2 separate regions of the Mus musculus genome follow, and region 2 is linked to region 1. A link is a contact called in public Hi-C data. All regions are on one chromosome and are shown on one strand. The core of a region is the stretch at or near the end of the contact, and the rest is flanking DNA. Distances in the headings are between cores, read along the strand shown.

Region 1 (7,839 bases), core at 2,133-4,632:
TACCACTCAGCAGTAAAAAAAGAGCAAACTATTGATGCAGAATCTGACCTGCATGAGCTCAAGGGCATCATAATAAGTGAAAACCACCCTGGAAAGCTTCATCCTGTTGGAGCATTTTTTTTTTGTAGTTTTTGTTTTCTATAGTCCAGGCTGGCTTTGAATTCCTAATTCCTTCTGCCTCTTCCTCCCCATCCCTCCAGCACTGTGACTACCAATATATCAACATGCTCATCTCTGTACAGAATATTCTTGAAATGCCAAGTTATGGACGTGAAAAAGCATGCACGGTGGTATGAGATGGGGAACGGATGTGAAGGAGGGAAGAGGCTGAGGCTAGGAGAGGGTGGTGGGAGAGACCACAGAGATGGAACTCTACTGTCCTTCATCCTGGTAGGAGCGGCTACATGAATCCTTGTGACCCTGCTTATGTAGGTTCATAACTACATAACTGCACAGAACCGACCCCCAGAACATACATGCACATATGTAACTGGAGAGATTAAGAAGTCTGAAACTTAGCAGTAGTTCACATTCAGGTCTTTCTCCTGGCTGTGATATTGTACTGAAGTCATTTAAGACACTACCATTGAGGGGACCGGAGGTGAAGGTGTATGTGATCTGCATATGACTGTCTCCAACTGTTGCAAGTGACTCCGTAAAAAAGAAAAAAAAAAGAAAAAAAGAACTTTATAGGTGGAAACATTTAGATTCCTTACAAATACACTCTTTTTTTTTTTTTCCTTCCTTTTGTGGTTGTTCTCAGTAAGGGCTTGGTTCTCAGTAAGCCAGGTGTCTCCAGCTTACCCTAGCTCAGACCAGAGGGTGGAAGATAGGATGACGCTGTTTCCCACAGACTCAAGGGATTCCTCCCAGCTTAGACTATCTTTTACTTAGAGTTAGTTTTATTTGTTTATTTGCCCAACTACTCTGAGTTAGATTTATTCTTGTTTTTTTTTTTAACCGCACGAAAGCAACTAATACTGTAGATAGCAAAACTCTAATGTAATTTAAAATAGTGGAAGAAATTGCGTATAGAATTACAGTGCTTGCAAAAATCTATCTGGAAAAAAAGAATTCATTTGTCCGTTCTTTTTTTCAGGTTGTCTTTGAAGAGAAAAAAAAATACGTATGGTGATAAATGACCCTAATATCTGCATTAGAGGCTGAGGCAGGAGGATCACCAATTTGACACTCCTGTGATACATAGAAAGAATGGATGCTCTAAACCCCAAACAAATGAAAACATCAACAAAAAAACGCAGACAAAAGCCACCCACCTCCAAACTCCCTAAATTAAATGCAAAAAGACAGGAAGCACAGCTGGAATAGAAACACCAACCCCAACACCAACTTAACACCAAATAAGTCATATTGCAGCCTGCTCAGACGCAAGCTCACGGCACCCAGTCTGTAAATCAGGAGCCTGCCACACGGGAGTGGCTCATTTTGCTCATCAAAATGTTCCAGTAGAAGCTGGTTTCATTAAAGTCTCAGGGCCTATTAATATTTATGATAACAGTGATTTGTGGGGAAAAGAGAAAATCGATTCCACGCTCCTGAAAAATTAATAACTTTGCTGCTTAACAAAGAATGATAATAAATGTAAATGACTCATTTAGGCCATTAATTATCCAGACTGTCTCTGATATGACTCCCACTCGAAGGAGTAAGAAATATTTAGGTTATAAACACGAGTTCCCAGTAACTGTCTTTGTCATCATTTCACTTTTCCCTAGCGCACTCCCAAAATACTGCAAGATGCAATAATTTGTCAAATTTATTAAATGACATGGGACTCTAGATTGTTCATAGATAAATTACACCAGAGGGGGCGGGGAATAATCACGGTAAATTAAAAAACAAGTGCAAAACAATTTAGAACTGCTTTTCCAAAATTCATACGTAAAGATTTGATGACAAATCTTGCCGCGGTCAGTTTGTGCTACATTCCGGGGGGCAGCAGCAGCGTGCTGCTGGGGTGAGGTGAGGTGAGGTGAGGTGGCTGCAGAGAGGGCTGAGGAAGGAACATTGGCCTCTGAGACACTTACAGCTGGGCTTGTGGGGATTCGAACTCAGGTCTTCACACTTGCACAGCAGGAGTTTCACCCAAGGTCCCACCCTCTCCCCTCCCCCTCCCCCCATCCCACCTCGACTTCCTACAGTACTTCCACTGACAGATGCACGAAGAGGAGACTGAGTCTCCCTTGTCACCCTGTAGATTTCCCAGCCAGCAAATCTTCCTTCCCTTTTGACCCTAACATTAAAGGTCCAGTAGCAAGCACACCTAGGTCTTGCATTATAAGCAAGCCTTTTCACCCGAGAATATAAACAGCTCCACAGTCTCTTAAGTAACATCAATTTCACCTCTCCCCCACCCCCCGAGCCCCCCACACATCCTTTAAATAAACTAGCTTAACTCTTCATTGTGCCAAATAGAACCCAGAGGGGCAATCTGTCATTTGGATGTAAAATTCTGATACGAATCTGTTTGTTGATCACACCAGTCTACTTCACTTCCATTTTAATTTTGAAGCAGATAGCCATCTGCCCGAGGAAAGGAAAAAAAAAAAGATTGTTTACTGGAGGTTTTCTCTGTTAAATTAAGAGGCTTACAAATCTCTTAATTTAAAACACCAGGGGGAGAAGGACACATACCTAAGGGAGGCAGGGGTCAACGTCAAATCAAGGTCTGATGATCACTACAAGGCTTCCATGGGAAAAAGTCACTGAAATATAAATACACTTCTGCTAAACTAATGACTCAGTATGAGGATAGCCAGTGCAGTTCTAATCCCAAGTGACTCAAAGTGGAAATCATCTGCCTTATTAAATTCTCCATGCCGTTTCTGGCACGCATTTCAGCAAAACGGGATGTTCCCTCCAGAAGGACTGGAAGTAACTGGAAACACAGAAGTGCATAGAAGACAGATTTCTCGGAGTGGCACCCATGCCCGCCTCTCTTTATCCTCAGATATTCTACTTATTATTCTTTTGTTCAGACACAGTTTCCAAGAGCTATTTGCTAATTACCCACTGAGCGCAAGCATGTAGAGACAAAGGCCGAGGCTTGATTCTCAGGCTTAAGGATCTCTTCATGAGAAAATAACAAGGTATTAAATATCTCATGAAGGAGGTGAGGTGGGGAGGAGCAGGAAGCGCCGCACGGTGATCTCAGAGGAAGGGGTGTCCCAGTAGTCCTGAGATGAGTAAGAGAGGGGGAGAGAAGAAGACAGGAAAATATGGTCTGGCAGAATAAGCCAAGAGAGTAAGGGGTACGCTAGGGGCCACGGGTTGAAAGTTAACGGCGCACTGAAATGAGCAAAGAGGCTATTGAAATTGCAGATGAATACCCAGAGTTTCTACGAAGGCAGATCCAATAAGGTGGATTCATGTGGTAATCAGGAGGCAGACTGGAGGAGGCATGGTGATTTACTGCTGTGTGCAGAGCGTGGGAGAGGACGGAAGAAAAGACAATTAAGAATCAGGGTGCTGCTCTGGCCAACTAGCTACCTGATGGTCACGCTGTCTGGACTGGGAAAGCCAAGCAGAGTACAGACTTGGGGACGATAGCACAATGCATGGAAAAGCAGTTTTCACAGGGATGCTCAACTTGGTTTTTCTATTACGCCGAAGCCCACAGAGAGTTTGGATTTCTACTCTCTGTTTGTGACAGCAGGTGACCCGTGATGTACGGGCAGTCTTCACTGATCTTTCCTTGAGATAGTTTCACTTATAGAAGTGGATAATTATCATGGTGATGGAGTCTGAGGGGAAGGGAGTGCCTCGAGAAAGGGGACCAGTTATTTACATGTCCACCTTTCCTCATTCGCAGCTAGTAACATGGGGGCCAGGGGAGGTCCCAGAACCTAGACGATTACATTTGGAAAAGGCTCTTAGGGTCCTGTATGGGAACCAGACTCAGCAGGTTTGAAGTATACAAGATTGGTTTTTGAGAAGAGTTTCGAGTGGTGTACGCACCATGGGATGAAACTGGTGAGGGACTGGCCATCACAAAGGGAAGGCTGACACACAGGGGTTCACGGATCACTGGGTAATCCAGAAAGAGAGATGGGGCTTTTAACCAGAGTGCTTGCTTGTATGCTGAGGTCATGTAGCCCACTCCAAAAGACAGTCCAGACAGGACGCTTTGGGTTGGAAGCAGGGAAGCAATTCACAGGAAACAGGAGGACAGCACAGCCCCAGCCAGCTCAACAAGTCACATAGGAATCTCCCAACAGCACTCAGGCTAAATGGAATTCCCTGGTCTGAGACCTTACAGCAGAGTGTATATGAAAGATGGAGGGAGGATGGAAAGCTGGGGAATAGATCAAGCACACAGCAGACTTCCGGTGCCTGTTCAGAAGACCACAGAGAAGCTGGGGGTAGGGGGAAACTGCTGTGGGTTCTTTATTTTTTGTATTTGTTCAGTTTTAGTTCACGGTCCACAGTGATAGATTTAATAACGACATTTTCATCTAATTGTATCAAATACGGCCATGCTCATCCCCTTCATCATCCTCTCTTTCCTCTCCCTCTTCTTTTGGCCGACCGATTTCTGAACCCCAAATAAGCGCCCCCTCTACCTCCACATCATGCATGCATGTATATATTCTAGATTGCGCACATGAGAGGAATATGCAATGTCGTTTTTAATCAGACTCATTTTGCTTAACGGGAAGATCTGCAGTTTCCATCCATCTTCCTGCAGATGACCTAAATGTAATTCTTCTTTAGGGCTGAATAGGAAACAACACTGTGTATACACATCACATTTTCTTTATCCATTTGTCTGTCCATGGACACCTAGGCCAATTGCGAACCTTGGCTACTCTGAGCTGTGCTGTGGTAGACTTGGATGTGCAAGGCTCTCTGTGGTATGCCGATGTAGGGTTCTTTGGGTAATATAGTCATGAGTAGCACAGTTGGATTTTGAATTAAAATTTTAGTTTTTGAGGATCCTCCAAACTGATGTACATAGTGTCTTAGAGCCTAATTTATGCCTCCATCAACAGAGTGTAAGAGTTCTAGAGGTCTTGTGGGTTTGTTATTTTTAAGTCCTCCATCGGGTTTTCATAACGCTGGAAAAAGTGTTTTGACAAATATCTGGATGCATTTTTCTCTTACCTCACATGCCTTTCCTAATTATTAGCTGCTGTGATGACAAACAACTATAGTCACTGAAATATGTCATGCTATTTCATATCCAATATATAGGTTTTTCTTAGTAATACTGTTTCTACTGCTTTGCCTACCCAAGAATTCCTCATATCCTTCAGTATCAAGCTGTGACATCACCTACTCCAATCCTCACAATACGCAATCATCACCGCATCTCTCGGACTGCTTGGCAATGGATCAAACATGGAGGCCACTCACCCCAGGCTCAGCAACAAGGACCTGTCCCAGTATGAGCCCAGTTCACCTCTCTCCTGCTGAAGTGCCGCCATAATAATGCTCTGTGACGGGCTGCTTTCTGGAGCCTCAGATGGACAGCAGGGTTTCAACAGAAGAGATCCCTAGTTGTTAGGTACCAGCATTGGCCTCGGAGTGACCCTGCAGCCACCCCCTAGATCCCAATACCCAGCAGCCATACTAAAGTTCAATTCTGAGAAGCGGAGAAGATACAGAAAAGGAAAGGCATAAAGAGCCTGGACCAAAATATAAAAATAAGTTAAAAACAACCAACCAACTAACCAACCAACCAACCAACCAACCAACCAACCAAACAAACAAACAAACAAACAAACAAACAAAAAACCCCAACACACTCTTGTCTAAATTAAATAAAAAGGTACTATTAAGTAAAGCTAAAGGGTAAATATTAAACACAATGCCAAATTATCATATGATACAAACCTAGATATCAGGGAAGAGGGAGTTTTAATTGAGAAATTGCCTTCATAAGGTTTGCCTGTAAGCAAGCATATTCTTGATGTTGGAGGGCCTGGCTCACTCTGGGTGGGTGCCACCCCGGGGCAGCTGGTTTTGAGTGGTATAAGAAAGCGGGCCGAACAAGCGATGGGGAACAAGCTAGTATGCAGTGCTCCTCCACGGCTCTGTTTCAGTTCTTGCCTTCTTTGCTCCCCTTAACAGACTATGACACTGTGACTGGGAGAGGTAAGCCAAATTAGACCCATTGCTAAGGCTGCTTTGGGTGATAGTGTTTATCACATCAGGAGAGACCCTAACTAAGACAGCCTCCATCAGACTTACAAAGCAGTCCCTAGGAACCACAGCCACAGAACCCCGCATTGCCCACAGCTCGACCCCCAGAGCCAGCTACTGGCTAGGGTCACAGAGGACTTGGCAGAGCAGGGATTGGAGTCAGGCTCAGCTTTTACATGTTCCCATACATAGGGATGAAAGCATTTGCGTAGAGGAGAGCGAGGTCCACAACTTAGTCTTACACAAATTCAAATGAAATTTGATTCCTTGACATTGGTTTCTATGCTTGTCAGAACAACACACATTAAAATATAGGAAATAAACAGGTATATCTCCAGGATATCACTTTTGATGAAAAGTCATGTTTGACCATCTTCTCTCAGGACTGGGCCCAGGAAACACACACAGACACACAGACACACACAGACACACACACAGACACACACACAGACACACACACACACACACACACACACACACACACACACACTCACACACTCACATCCTATGCAATGGCATTTACATTTGGCCTTGTCTCTTCCTGGCCTAGAGGCATGTGGAACTAGCAGACTGTAGAAGAAGCCTTTCAATATTACTGAGAACACACACACACACACACACACATACACTCAGAGGCAAGGGGAAAAAAACAAATCTAAGACTGGAGAGGCTTGGACTATACTCTGGGGAACTTGGAAGTCACTTTTCACCCACATCCTGCAAAGGATAGAAAAAACACAAGATAAAAGGTTTCCATTAAAATGTGTGTGTTTTCTTTTCTTTCTTTTTCCTCTTTTTTTTTTTTAAAGAAAAACATGACTCCACCAGATAGCTGAATAGCTCTGCAGGATATTTTTTTGTTTGCTTGGTTCCCACTGCTCCTCCTATGACCTGTCAAAAGATAATAATATTAAAAGCTTCTTAGAGGTGGGAGCCTGCCCAGCAGTTAACATTTCTTGCTGCTCTTCCAGAGGACCTGACCTCACTTCCCAGCACCCATGTCAGGTGGCTCACAGCAGCCTGTGACTCCAGAGTCACCTATCTCCCCTGGTAGGCACCCAAACACACATGAATAAAAAAAATATAAATAAATCATAAGAAGACCCTTACATCTCCTTTGTTGAGCTCTGCTACTGACCCGCTAAGCAACACTGCACAATTTTTTTTTCTTTTTAAAATTAGAAAAGATTTTTACATGTATGAGTGTTTTGTTTGCATGCATGCCTGCTGCCCACAGAGGCCAGAAGAGGGTGTTGGATCCCTGGAACTGGAAATACAGATGGTTGTGAGCCACTATGTTGGGGCTGGGAACCAAAACTGTGTCCTCTGGAAGAGTAGCCAGTGGTTTTAACCACTGAGCCATTTCTCTTACCTCTGAACAAGTTTCCAACTCTTTTTTCTTTTTTTTTCCAATTTTTTATTAGATATTTTCTTCATTTACATTTCAAATACTATCCCAAAAGTCCCCTATACCCTCCCCCCTGCCCTGCTCCCCTACCCACCCACTCCCACTTCTTGGCCCTGGTGTTCCCCTGTACTGAGGCAAATAAAGTTTGCAAGACCAAAGGGCCTCTCTTCCCATTGATGGCCGACTAGGCCATCTTCTGCTACATATGCAGCTAGAGACAAAAGCTCTGGGGGTACTGGTTAGTTCATATTGTTTTTCCACCTATA
Region 2 (7,839 bases), core at 2,306-4,805, 71 kb before region 1:
TGATATACACACACATCAGAGCTGTAGAAATCAGGGCATGGCAGGACAATGGAACGGAATCTCTCTCACGTGTGCAGAACTTCACAGCTAGTCTCCAGTCACAGAGATCTGACTGCATCTGCCTCCTACATGCTCCAGCTGGAGGTTTTGTTGGGTGGCAGTGTGAGCCTTGGGTCTAGCAGGGGGAAGCAACCAAGCCTGAAAACACTGACTGACTGATTAGAAGCTGCAGAGGTGTGGATAGGTCGGAAGGCTGCAGGCCCACAAACAACTTGAGCTATTGTTAGTCTCCGAGATAGCCATACCTAACTCTGTGTTGAAACGAACATCTAGCGACGATCAGATGAGAACCCGCTGGGATTCTGTTGGGATCTATTAACTTAGCCCCCACAGAGCCCCAGTATCAGAGGCAGATGATAAGATCTCTCTCCTTTGTGTGACCCACCTGTCTGAGGTTTTTCCTAGTGTGTTTTAAAAGTGGTTTGACTTATAATGTTCTTTCTTCTGTTACAATAGAAACTTCAGGAAACTGCTTACATGTTGGAACATGGAATTTAAGGTTTCTTAGGTCCTGGTCTCTAAGATTTGGCTTTAGAATAAACTTTTATCCTCTTTGAGGTAAGAGTTGTGTTTCTGAGTTGATAAAGTCATGGGAACAGGACCTTGAAAAGGATATGGGGACTTGAGCCATGAGGCGAGTGATTCTCCTCTGCTATGTGTGTTCTCATGACGTCTTGCCTCACATGTAGCCAGTGTAACAGAGCCAAGCATCTATGGGCTGAGAACAATCCCCCAAATAAACCTCTCTTCCTTTAAAAACAATACATACTTTGTGAGGGAGTGTATGCGCCCAAGAGTGCTTGTGCCTCTGTGTGTGTGTGTGTGTGTGTGTGTGTGTGTGTGTGTGTGTGTAGAGGCATGCATGCCCTGGCACACATCTGGAGGTCAGAGGACACTTGTGGGAATTGATTCTCTCCTTCCCCTATGTGGGATAAGGGTAGAAAAGAAGTCATAAGGTACGGGAGTAAGTGCCTGTACCTACTGAGTCATCTGGCCTTACCTTTCTTCTTTTTAAATGGGTTATCTCAAGTATTTTGTCATAGCAATACAAACACTTTAGAAGAGTCTGGGTCCAAATTCCCTAGCATTACTCTTAAATAAATGTTAGGACTCCTAGCCAGAAGTACGGTTGTTCTTTCCCAAGGGTCAGGGCAGCAGACTTCCTCTGAGCAGCTTTGGTGTAGAAGATGGGACTGTAGCTGTTCTTGAAGGATTTGAACACTTTGGGTGAAGACATCTATCTGGGTCTAATCTGGTGGAATGTCACTGACTGGATTTTTGAATGTTGGTCAAAACTTGTGGTTTATCTGGTCTCCTGCCAATCTCCTGTGCTCCATCAAAGAGCCCTGTTGCTGCAGCAGGTAGATGTCAGGGAAAAGACTGAGGTCAAGGTCTCTCATTTCAAAACTGTTAGTGCAGCAGTAATATTTTAACATTAATTTCTTTCCAGAGGGCGGGGAGGTGATGGAGGACATCAATGATTCATGCATCTTGATTATTCTACAGGGGAACTTCTGGTACTCAACTGAGCCTGCTGCCAATCTCCGTGGCTCCATGAGCACCTCAGAGCACACCGACCTGCAGCTCCAGGAGTCTGGTTTATTGATTGATTGATTGACCTCAGCTTCTGCTGTACTTGGGAGATGGGGAACTGAATCCAGTGCTGATATCATTTGACAAAGAGCCCAGGCTTTGGTTCCTGGCTGCTTTGTCATCAGCATGAAGGGCTATCCCCAGCCACACTAGAGCTAAGGACATTGTGAAGCCGAAGGCTCACCAGGCCCTGTCTGTGGAAGTACGGAGAGGTAGTGCTGCTTTCTACTGGAGTACACGATGGTTGTCATGGGCTAACCCATGTCCCTCTAAGGTGGAGGCCCCTAACTGTCATTCACCCAGAGTATGGCCTTGTTTGGAGACAGGGTCTTTACAGAGGAGATCTGTTTAAATGAGATGGTAGATTAGGTCCTATTTCATCAGGACGAGTGTCCTACTAGAGCAATGGTTCTTTTTTTTTTTTAATTTATTTATTTATTTATTATATGTAAGTACATTGTAGCTGTCTTCAGACACTCCAGAAGAGGGGGTCAGATCTTGTTACGGATGGTTGTGAGCCACCATGTGGTTGCTGGGATTTGAACTCTGGACCTTCGGAAGAGCAGTCGGGTGCTCTAACCCACTGAGCCATCTCACCAGCCCGAGCAATGGTTCTTAATCAGCGGGTTGTGACCCTTTGGGTGGGGGTGGGGCACAAATGACCCTTTCACAGGTGTTGCCTAAGACCATCAAAAAAAAACCCACAGATGTTTACATTATAATTCATAACAGTAGCAAAATTACAGTTATGAAGTAGCAATGAAAATAATTTTATTTGTTGGGACATCACCACAATATGAATTGTATTAAAGGGTCATGGTATTAGGAAGGTTGAGAACTACTGTTCTAGACACAGGGAGTTTGGACCACACAGACACACACAGAGTAGACATTGTGTAGACCCAGGGAGTAGACAGTTATCTGTAAGCCAAGTAGAGAGGCCTACACAGATTCTCTGGAAATGGAGCTAGGGACCCCACTGACACCTGACTGTGAACTAACTCCCAGTCTATAGAGACACGAAAGAAGACCTTCCTACACTCTAAAGTGACTTATCCTAGTGCTTGGCTGTGACAGCTCTAGCAAAAAGAAACAGTGGCCAGGAGCCCCACGGATTTAAAGAATACTCTTGTCTTTAAATTATCCATATTTTCATTTTATTATATTTAATCCTACTCCCCTAAGCAGGATAGGTCACAGACAGCATAAGGGAGGCCTGGAGCACTGGGTGTTTGTTGCTACTATGTTACACTTGCTGACGCTTCTCGGCCTTTTGGCTAAGATCAAGTGTTACCCTTGCTGTCTCAACTGCAGAAGTGGCATTTTCTATGCTGGATTAAAGGGTCAAGAGGAGGCTTTCCCAGAGACTAAAGTGGGTGAGAAGCGCATGCTGGAGTCTGAGAGATGAGCCTCTCTCCTCTCTGTTTTGCACGATTCTAACTGCAGCCTCCAGGCCAACCTGAGACGGCAGATGCTAGGCCTGTGGTATGAGATGCCTTTGATGCCCAAAGACTCTGCTACCTGATGAGCTGAGATGCATTATGCTGGAAGAATGTGGTCAAGTGCACCAAGAGGAAACAGGTTATTGAGCCCCATACTCACTCTTCATTAGGTTTCAATAGAGCCTTCAGTCACTCCCCCAGACCCATGGGCAGAGCTGCCTTTTCACCAGTAGGTGGCAGCAGAGGGTTTGTGGAAAGGAGGGACACCGATCAGTGAGTTTGTGGCTGTCAATCATAGGGGCTTGCTTTCAGAATCAGAGGAAAAGTGATTCCGACTACCAGTAAACATATGAAGCCCAGAGAGGTTGCAAGCACAGGTAGCGATCTGTCCTCACATCCGCTCTGGGAGCAAGGCACTGTGGGTATGTTGTGTTCAGACCCAGGGCCTCTAGGAGGTGACACATTTCTGTTGCTTAAGCCACACAGTTTGTGATAATTTCTTACAGCAGGAGAGTAATACAGGCCAACAAACAAAGGAAAGCCAGGCCTTCAGGCTCCTCCCCTGGACCCCTTCTCATGTACTGTCAGACTTGGTCAGCTTTGTTTATATTTTTAAATTTTATTTTATTATTTTATATGCATACGTATTTGTCTGCATGTGTATCTGTGCATGTTTGGTGCCTGGAGAGGCCAGAAGAGGGCACTAGATCCCCTAGACCTGGAGTAACCTAGACCTGGGAATCCAGCTCCCTCGGGAGAGGCAGTGGGAATGCCAGAGTTTCCAATCAACACCCCCTGGGGCAGCCGGTACTGGCTTAAGCAGGTAAAGATTAGAGACCCTTACTGATGCGGTGTGGCCGGGGAGGCATCATTCACCTCCAAGCCTAAGGATTCAAGTTCAGAAACTCAGCTTCTTTTTGCCAAAGCCCCTGCTTTGAGTTTTCTAAGACCCCTGTGACCTAATTTGTTGAGCGTTTGTCTTGGTATTTTCTCAGGCTTTCCTCCCACACCATGGCGTGGCAGCTGTTTATTCAACCACGCTCACTTCTTTGCCACCCTTCTTCCCATGATCAAAGGGTAGCATTAACAACCCCAAACACACCGAATAATCAAGCTGTCCAAGGGCTGACAGTAGGTCAGCACACTAATCTCCAATACTAGTATGGCAGAGAATTGGGGGTGGGGTGGGGTTTAACTGTTTCTTTTCCTTACATGCAGTTATTTTTGCACTTCAAACAGCCATTTTGCAGAAGCACTTTCACAGATAAAGGGCGTGTTATTGAGAGGATGCTAATGTGGCCAGTGTAAAGGCAATGGGATTGAGTAACAGAAGGAGAGAAGTCGCTGTTGGGTGGCAGCCATCCTTTAGATTTCTCTGTTAATAAGAATGCAATTCCTTCACCTCTCACTGACAACCCGTTCCCTGGGAGCCACGAAAGGGCACTCTCTCCCACTCCATTTCCCAGTGGGAATGGCTTTTTGTTGGTTCCCCTCCCCAGGCAGGCTGCCTTAGCATCCCAGGGTGACAGGCAGCATCGGGGGCTGATATCCACGCGACCATCCCGCTAGGAGAACGGCAGAAGCTCGCATTTCCCATCAGTGCGGCCCACTCAGTTCTGTTGTTTGCTTTTCAATACCCCAATCTGTGGCTCATCAGCTCAGCATTCAACAGGAAACATCTTTGGTCACACTGGATAAAGCCATCTTAAAAAACCATCTCCCTTGGATTTGAATATTTGCAAATGAGCCAGGAAGCCGAGGGGTGTACAGTGTGAAGGTGAAGGACCTCTGGAAAGCAGTGTTGGGCGAAACATTGGTAGGACCTGAATTAAATGCCTGAATACTGAATGATGAAACTGTTATCTCTCCTCAGAGGTCAACCATCCTTTTAAATTCCAGTTCAAGTTACAGAGAAAAGTCACAAGGCCTCTGTAAGCCCAAAGGCACAACTTTGGGTGGATCCCTAAAAGGAAATCTCAGGTTACCCAATACACACAAATCAATGTGGTGTAAGTCTGCATATTTCACAGGGATATAAATTAAATACTTAGTTTGGATCAGTTGACCACAAAGTGGGTTAGGATATCACTACTAAGAAGGAAACATCGAATCTTCAAGGGAAAAGCCTCACAAGAGACCTCACACTACACTGGGTGACGTCACCAAAGAGAATGTCATCCCAGAAGCCTTCAGGGCCGTTCAATTAAAGATGGCTGGGATAGAAATGGTTGGGATCCAGAGCTTTCGAATTAGGTCAAAAAGAAAGGAGAGAGAAGTTGCGCAGGCCAGACTGGATTTTCTTTATCATTCTTCCATAATGTAGAGGCAAATGAAGTCACTGATGGGTAGGCAAGAAGCTGAGTCTTCCCAGTTGTAGGACAACATTAAAAAATAATAAAATATCTCCAGCAAGAAAGCACACCCCAGAACTACAAATTAATGGTGTCTAATGTTCTAGACGTATTGCCTTAAAGTTTAAGTGAACCGTAATGCTGTGTGTGTGTGTGTGGGGGGGGGGCGGTTAGAGAAACTGCAGAGTTTGGGGAATGACTGTCCCTTCTTTGGAGAGCCAACCGTGTGCGACTGACTCCCTCTGATTCAGGATGAATGAGCCTGTTTGAGCTGCACAGGGCCATCAAGAGCATTCACTAATCCATTTAATAGATAAGAAGACTGAAGCCCAAGGAGACACCAGGAGCCGGCTCCTCTGATCGACAACTCATCGGGCTTTGCAAGAGGGGAAGAGGGTATCTTCAAAGCCTAGACAAGCTTGTAGGGACCACTAGCAGGATCCTGGGTTGCTGGGAATCCAGCTCTATCCGGAGTGGCAGTGGGAATGCCTCTGCTTCCAATCAACACCCATCTGGGGCAGCCCGTACTGGCTTAAGCAGGTAATGATTAGAGACCCCACTGATGCCATGTGGCTGTGCAGGGTCACTCAGGGGACTTCTCCTCTGGTTATATTTGCTGAGCTAGCATTAACCTATCAATTCTTGCCAACTTTGGAACAAACTATGGGGGTGACATGGCTTGGGAAGATTTGTGTCCTGTAGAAGGGACAGGAGGCAAGCATATCTCTAGAAGCCACAAGCATGCCTGGCTTTAGTCTTGTGTAAGTCAAGGTCCCAAGCCATTTGCAAACAGGCTGCTGAGAGGAGTGGGAGAAAGCCACTCACTAAATAGACGTCCAGCACAGAGGCATCATCCTGCAGGTCCAGGGTGTTTGGCTCAGCCGTCAGGTAGATGGTCCCCTCTTCCAAGGTGAAGGTTGAACTGGAAGGTAACCCTTTGCTGGAAAAACAGAAGTGAACAGTCAGTTTGTGCCCTGCAGAACGGAGCCAAAGACAGGATGTGGTGGCGGGTTCTGGCCTTTTTTAAAATTTATTTTTAATTAATTAATTAATTTTTTTGGTGAGTCATCCTGAAAATGTCACCGTTTAGGTTCACATTTAAATTTGTTTTTTTTATTAGTAAATATTGTTGTTACTTTAAATAAAGTGTTATTAATAACATCGCTCCTGCCCCCTAACTCCTTACAGTTCATGGTGTTTGCAGGAGGTGATTTGAGTCCCCTGTCTTGTGAATCATGGCTCCTGGGAATCTAGAAGCCTCTGCTAGCTCTGATTTTGAGCGGTTGGTTTTCACTTCTGACTCTGCCCCTCTCAGGTATCCATACATTGATAGTTTACAAAATAGAATGGGGCTGGGGGGGGCAGCCCTTCCTCTTCCCTCTTCCTCCCTCCCTCCCTTCCTCCCTGCATTCTTTTTTCCCCTCTCTTTCTTTCCTTCCTGGTTATGGACCTGAAAAGTTCAGCAGCCTCAGTGGTTCTCGGCTTCACTGTACATCAGAGGCTCGGGAGGCCTGGTCACAATGCAACTTCTTGGACTTTTCCATTGAGATCCATGAAGCAAAGGGTCTAGGGGTAGAGTCCATGGATTAAATTTCTGACTAAGCCCTAGGTGATGCCCATGCTGAGCTGGTCCAGGGATGACGCCTGGAGTGACAATACAGAACGCTGCTCCCATGGGCTCTGTGAGGATCTCCTGCGTGGACTCCCGAGGGAAACACTAAAAGCCTGAACAACATAGGTAGCTGGCATCAAAGTCACAGAGATCCATTTGCCTCTGCCTCCTCAGTGCTTGGATTAAATAAAGGTTGAGCTGGTCTGTTTTGACAATATTTAAATTGGGTATCAGCCAGGGATGCGCAATTATCCCTCCACATCCAAAATGAAAGTAATTTTTTTTTTTGAGATAGGGTTTCTCTGTGTAGTCCTGGCTGTCCTGGAACTCACTCTGTAGACCAGGCTGGCCTCGAACTCAGAAATCTGCCTGCCTCTGCCTCCCAAGTGCTGGGATTAAAGGCGTGCGCCACCACGCCCTGCGAAAGTAATGCTTTTAAGCAGCCGAAGTTTCCCATGGTTTTCAAGGGCAGAACGCCAGATACAAGAGGGTGATGCTGGTGTTGGGACTGTGGCTAAAGGTCTGGCCATCATACAGGTGTAAGGAATTCCATCTACGGTCTTCCTGCGCAACAGGTATGAATATGTGTTTGCCCACTGCCACTTAAAATAATAAAATGTGAAACATGTAATTATGAAACATAAAGAGATAATGCAAGGATAAACCCCAAGTTTAGCCACTGTATCCACAGCCTACAGCAAATTGCTTTATCCCTTAATGATGCTCCCTCCACACAGAAGAAAAAGATGTGTCTCCCAAAGGGGTTAGCTAAGATGCTAAT

Evidence for each region. Hi-C and Micro-C count contacts between places; a contact is called where the count stands out from the background.
Region 2: a Hi-C map of forebrain shows a contact between it and region 1, with 2.1 times the contacts expected there. A contact is called at or near these places in 11 of 484 Hi-C or Micro-C datasets (the G1E-ER4 cell line, Sertoli cells, bone marrow-derived dendritic cells and 7 more), 4 of 130 datasets of targeted methods (CD8 T cells, differentiating embryonic stem cells, embryonic stem cells and 1 more) and 3 of 9 other capture datasets (embryonic stem cells, liver and pancreatic islet).

Annotation. Positions count from the first base shown.
Region 1 is chr19:24,369,054-24,376,892 of GRCm38.p6, forward strand. All of the region lies in intron 7 of Pip5k1b (phosphatidylinositol-4-phosphate 5-kinase, type 1 beta), which reads right to left. Among named protein-coding and RNA genes, the nearest start is that of Pip5k1bos, 43 kb to the right of the region's middle.
Region 2 is chr19:24,297,761-24,305,599 of GRCm38.p6, forward strand. It overlaps Pip5k1b (phosphatidylinositol-4-phosphate 5-kinase, type 1 beta), which reads right to left. Exons shown (of 15, transcript NM_008846.3): 14 at 6,272-6,386. Among named protein-coding and RNA genes, the nearest start is that of Fxn, 21 kb to the left of the region's middle.